Regions from separate parts of the Oryctolagus cuniculus genome. Here region 2 is linked to region 1. The links are chromatin contacts, called in public Micro-C maps. All regions are on one chromosome and are shown on one strand. Each heading gives the region's core, a stretch centred on a gene start, on an enhancer-like site or on the middle of the called end of the contact. The rest is flanking DNA. Distances are from core to core; before and after follow the strand shown.

Region 1 (2,700 bases), core at 56-2,555:
GCCTCCTCCCACGTCACAGGTGGTGATGCCCACACACACACAGTGACGCCTCCTCCCACGTCACAGGTGGTGATGCCCACACAGTGACGCCTCCTCCCACGTCACAGGTGGTGATGCCCACACACACACAGTGACGCCTCCTCCCACGTCACAGGTGGTGATGCCACACACAGTGACTCCTCCTCCCACGTCACAGGTGGTGATGCCCACACACACAGTGACGCCTCCTCCCACGTCACAGGGGGTGATGCCCACACAGTGACGCCTCCTCCCACGTCACAGGTGGTGATGCCCACACACACACAGTGACGCCTCCTCCCACGTCACAGGTGGTGATGCCACACACAGTGACTCCTCCTCCCACGCCACAGGTGGTGATGCCCCCACACACAGTGACGCCTCCTCCCACGTCACAGGTGGTGATGCCCACACACACAGTGACGCCTCCTCCCACGTCACAGGGGGTGATGCCCACACAGTGACGCCTCCTCCCACACCACAGGTGGTGATGCCCACACACACAGTGACGCCTCCTCCCATGGCACAGGTGGTGATGCCCACACACACAGTGATGCCTCCTCCCACACCACAGGTGGTGATGCCCACACAGTGACGCCTCCTCCCACGCCACAGGCAGCAGGTGCACCCTGCTGACTCCTGAGCCGAGAAGGATCCCAGCCAGCAGACAGCCGTTGTGGGAGGAGGTTGCGGCATGGCTTCCTTCCGGACTGGGTCCTGGTAGAGGTTCTCTGAGCTGGGTCAGGTCTTCCTGATCCGGGTCCTGGGGAGATTTCTCACCGGAGCTTTTCAGCAGTGCAAGGGTAATGCTGGATCTGTCCCTGTCCAGGCTCACCAAGAGGCCAGGTCAGGCCTCCCAGGCAGAGGAGTTAGGATGATCGGCAGGGAGCTGCTGCTCTCCCAGTGACCACAAGGCCTTGGGGTTCCTGCTCTCCAGAACTCAGCCCAGCACCTGGCCGGGAGGCTCCAGGAGCAGCCAGGAGCCTGGACAGATCCCCACCACGGGAGAGAGGCAGGCTGGGGCGCATGTCTGGGTGCTGGGCCTCGTCCCCCTGCCTCCCAGAGCCTCTCTCCTCCATGGCCGGAAGCACAGGCCCGCCATTCAGGTGGTTGAGGAGCAGACCATGCTGGACCATACTGGCCCATGCTATGCTCTGACCTGGCAGGAGAGGGACAGCAACGCTGCACCCTGCAAGCTCAGGGCGCCACCTCTGCACCTGCATGTTCAAGCATCCACAGTTGCTAAGCACCTGCTGAGGCTGGGTACAAGCCACGGGACTGTCTGGGGTATGTTCCCTGTGTGTGCTGCTTCGGCGCATGCGCCACGCTTGACCATGTCGGAGATGACCAGCAGGTGGCGCCATTGGGGAAGCCATAGAGAGGTCCACTGCTCTGGCTGGCGCTCCCAGGCCCCGGCCTAGAACCTTCGTAACTGCATGTCTCAAGGTCACACTCCAGAGGGGGGCATCTTTCCAGGGTCACTGCCCACACGTGGCATCTGCATTTCCTCCCTTCCCCACATAAGGACGTCACTCGTGCCAGATCATTTATTTTCCAACCATGTTTTTTTCTCCATTCCCTTGCTATGTTGAGAGTGATTAATTAGCAACCCTCACACCCATTCACCTCCGTGACCTCTGCCTCGGTCAGCAAGCTGCACCGCTGAATGGCATCTCCTGGCCTGCAAGGAGGGCAAGGACTCACCCCCACACGGACGCTGCGAGCCAGGAGACTGGCTTTCTCCCCACGGCATCCATCCCTCCACGCACAGCAAAATCAATTATTCTGAAGACAGCTCACAGGACGGCAACTTAAGGCAGGCACTGTGCTGGGGGCAGAGCTGTCTCCGGGACACCTGCCTGCCGCCTGTCTGTGGCCTAAGGGGTCAGTTTCGCTGCTGAACAAACCGGCTGATGAGCTGGGAGCCACTGCAGGGAGGAGGCGTGGGGAGAGGGGAAAGAGAGAGGCAAAGAGGCAGCGAGGAAGGAAGGGGGGGTCCTTGGAGGCAGAGCAGGCTGGCCAGTGCCTGAGCTGGGGACAGCAGGGCCCCTTCCCTGAGGAGGGGAGGGTTCCTGTGCCCAGGGAGGAGAACAGCCTTTTCATTCTCCAGGGGAAAGCGTCAGTGGCCCAGGCCAAGCCGTTCTCTGCTCCTGATAGCAGAACTGGGAACCGGCTGCACACCCCCAGCGGTGCCACGCTCAGTGTGCAGGGGCTCAGCACCTGTAAAAGGGGGAGTCCCCTTCTGGGGTGCAGACACATGGGGCCAGGAACCAGCAGGCCAATGTGCATCAGTACTGCAAACCGGCCGGCTGAGACTGGCAAGAGGGGCTGGCCTGGTGCACCAGGGGCTGAGGGCTGCCCTGAGGGGCTCGGGGTGAAGGGCCCTCGGCATCCTGGCAGGCTCTAGGGTCAGGGACCGTGAGCCCCCGTCTGCCGGGGACCGATCAGTTCAAGGCTGTTTGCTCAGTGCGATCGGCGGCTGCACCCGCTTCCCTCTCCAAAGCGGCTTGGACCATGGAGTCTACGTGTGCACCTGCCTGTGAGCCAGGGACGTGGTGAGCCACGACCCCGAGGCTGGGGAGAACGCTTGTCCTTTTAGGGGGAAACTCACCCGAACAGTGGCCTGCTAGGTAACCCCTCCCCCTTCACTCGTGGGTCTTAAAAATGCAAATGACTGAGTTC
Region 2 (2,895 bases), core at 368-2,867, 93 kb after region 1:
GCTCCCTGGTCAACTCCCCTCACTGATCTGGCTGGGTGTGAGGAGGGGAAATGCGTTATTAAACCTGACACCATCTGACTCATCTGACAACCAGCCTTCTGCAGTGACAAAGCTAGTCCTGGCTCAGGAAGGCCAGTTGGGTGGGAGTGGGGGGAGGTGCAGATTCACAGGCGTCACTCACACCAGTGAGCAGAGACCTTGTCCCCAGAGGTCAAGTTCAGGGACAGGGCTGAGAGCTGTTTCAGGTCCTTCTGATGGACGACAGACCCCCCACCTCCCAGGCCCCTTCCACACACAACGTAGCCTTCTGCCCCTTGCAGGCCAAGAGCCTGTGCTGGGAAACTCAGACCCCTGGACCGTCCACACAAAGCCATGAGGCCGAGGGACCCTAGTGGTAGCCTCAGCCACCTGCGCCTCATCATTTCATGCTCCCCTTTGGCTTAGTGGGCCCCCCATATACTCGATCACACGTGCACACACTCACATGCACACACATATGCATGCATGTATGTACGCACACACACAGTGTAAACGGAAACAGGTCCCTATTTTGCAAAGACCTCCAGGTGCCCCGCATCCAGAGCAGAGCTGCTGGACACAGACAAGGCAGTTTCTGGAACACAGAACCACACTCTGGCCTTTCTTCAACTTGGAATTCACTCAGGGATTCTGAACCACAGGCTCTTCCCCGAGGTTCCTAGATCGAGACTCTGACAGCAACTCAAGACCCATCCAGGTCACAATTCTGCAAGTGTCATTGTCCAGTCTTTCAGGAAGGGCCCACCATGCCCGGAAGGGATTCAGGTCAGGTCCAGTGCCTTGTCCACCCGGCCTGGCTCGGGCTCCCCATCCGGGGCAGGGGGGAACCCGCGGGCTCGCCCCAGATGGCCCCAGGGAGCAGGGACTTGGCACAGTGCGCTGGGCTCCAGTGACCCGACTACCCACGCAGCACACTAAGACAGCGTCCCCATTCCCCGGGCCACCCGCAGGGGTCTCTGGGCTCACCTCGTGGCCCCCAGGAGCACCCTCCTCAGGGAACCCAAGGGCGCCCCCGCCCATCCCAGCGTCAGTGCAACTGGAGTCGCTTCCCAGCCCCGCGTGCGCAGCCCCTCTCGGCTCCGTGGCGTCCACATCCGTCCCCTGTCGCCGTACCCCCTCGCACCGTCGCCCGCAGCCTCGCACGCTCTGCTCCGGTTTGCTGAGACGGAGCGAGAGCTCCCAGTGGTCGCCACGCTGGGACGGGGACCCTGTGGGAGCGGTCGCGCGGTCCCCAGTCGCGGGCGCTCGGCTCGGGACGCGGCGCCCCGGCGGCTCCTCCCTCCTGCCGCGCGGCCGGGGCCTGCTGTGTCCACCCGCGGGGGCGCACGGCCACCCGCCCACACCCGCGCGCGCCGCTCACCTCGGGGGCACCGGTCCAGTCGCGCCGGTCGCGCCGCCGCGGCGCCTCCGCATCTCCCGGGCGGCCGCCCGCAGCCCTCCGCGGGCCCGGCCGTCCCCTCCGCGCGCGAGCGAGGCCCGTGCGGACGCGCGGAGCCAGCGGGGTCCTGGCGCCCGCAGCCGAGCAGGAAATTTGTGCGGCCGCGTCCCGCCGCCTCCTGGGCTCGCGCGCGGCCCGGGCTCCGCGGCGGGGGCGGGGGCCTGGCGCTGCGAGGAGCGGCGGCGACGCCTGGTGCCCGGCGTGGGGAGCGCACCCCGCGCGCCCGCCCCTCCTGGGGCGGTGGCCCTGCCGGGCGGGGCGGGGCCTGAGGCCCTGGCGCACCTAGGCGCTGGAGGACGTCACTTTGCTGGGGCTGTGTCCCTTCCGGGGAGACCCGGGGCCGGCACCTGGGCCCTGGTGCGTTTGAGGGTGCATGGAGAGCACAAATGCGGCCTTGTCCCACGCCTCCTGGGAACCCTGTCTAGGGTCCCGCAGAGGCCCCAGGGGAACGCGGGGCTCCGGGTTCCACCTGTGATCTGGAGAAGCTGAGAGAGGTGCAAATCTGGTGGCTTCCAAAGAAGGAATCAGGGTGAGGAGCCCGGGAGAGAGCCCAGGCCTGCTGGTCCTGGAGACTCGGTCCGGAGCCTTTATGGAGGCTCGGAGCCAGGTCCATTCCAGGGTGAAGGACTAGGGTGCCGCTGAGACTCGGCCTGAGCCCCTGTGTCCTCCCCGTGGGTTGGGTGGAGGCCCAGCCCCGCTGAGGGACACTTCCTTCCCAGGGGCCACCTGGCTCTTCAGCCTCATGGGTGAGTCGCTGAGTGTCTGAATGGCGGTAAAGTGGTACTAGGTTGGCCAGCCTGGCCGCACCTGGAGCCCCCGGCCACTCTCAGAAGTGTGGCACTTGTTCTGGCCACAGCTGCAGACCCAGAGACTGGGGAACAAGGGGCACCCACTGGCTGAGACCACCCAGTTGGCATGCCCAGCACATGGCTCCCTTGCACAGGGTGCTCAGAGCTGTGGCACAAGTGGGGACCGCAGCTTGGCTGCCTTCCCTGCCCCCACCTGTCCCTGGGACCTTGCCTGACCCCAGAGCTCCAAACCCCAGCCATGGGCAAATGGCTCTGGAGAGCTATCTCCCGGGACCCCTCCTCCTGGCTCAGCTCCTGCCGGCTCACCCCTGCCTCTCAGACCTCACTTGGCTCCTGCTCCGATTCTGCGCAGTCATGCCTCGGCCGGGTCCTCCTCCAAGTCCAGCTGCTGGCTAGCTTCCCGGTGTCTTCCGCCTGCCTCCTCTCCTCTCACAGCCTTCACCTCTCTGCTGACTGACTGCAGTGCCCAGATTCAGACCTGCCCTCCCAGACAACCCCTTCACACATCGTCTGGAGACCCTGGCAAAGTTGAAAGCCAGGTCACACGAGCCCTCCTGTTAAGTCCGTTTAGCACAAACTCGAACTGCTGTGAGGCTCTGGCCGACTCGC

Evidence for each region. A called contact is a pair of places that touch in the nucleus more often than the background predicts.
Region 2: a Micro-C map of ear pinna shows a contact between it and region 1, with 14 times the contacts expected there. The contact joins the promoter of PTPRE here to the enhancer-like site in region 1. A contact is called at or near these places in 3 of 6 Hi-C or Micro-C datasets (ear pinna, psoas muscle and an unstated tissue).

The regions. Positions count from the first base shown.
Region 1 is chr15:3,925,031-3,927,730 of mOryCun1.1, forward strand. All of the region lies in intron 2 of PTPRE (protein tyrosine phosphatase receptor type E), which reads right to left. Among named protein-coding and RNA genes, the nearest start is that of PTPRE, 93 kb to the right of the region's middle. Within about 2 kb of position 1,306, at least 1 of the 8 cell types and tissues checked has an H3K27ac peak or open chromatin away from gene starts, as enhancers often do.
Region 2 is chr15:4,017,598-4,020,492 of mOryCun1.1, forward strand. It overlaps PTPRE (protein tyrosine phosphatase receptor type E), which reads right to left and starts at 1,618. Exons shown (of 21, transcript XM_051833517.2): 1 at 1,400-1,618. LOC138845462 (a long non-coding RNA gene) reads left to right here. Exons shown (of 2, transcript XR_011382744.1): 2 at 1-95.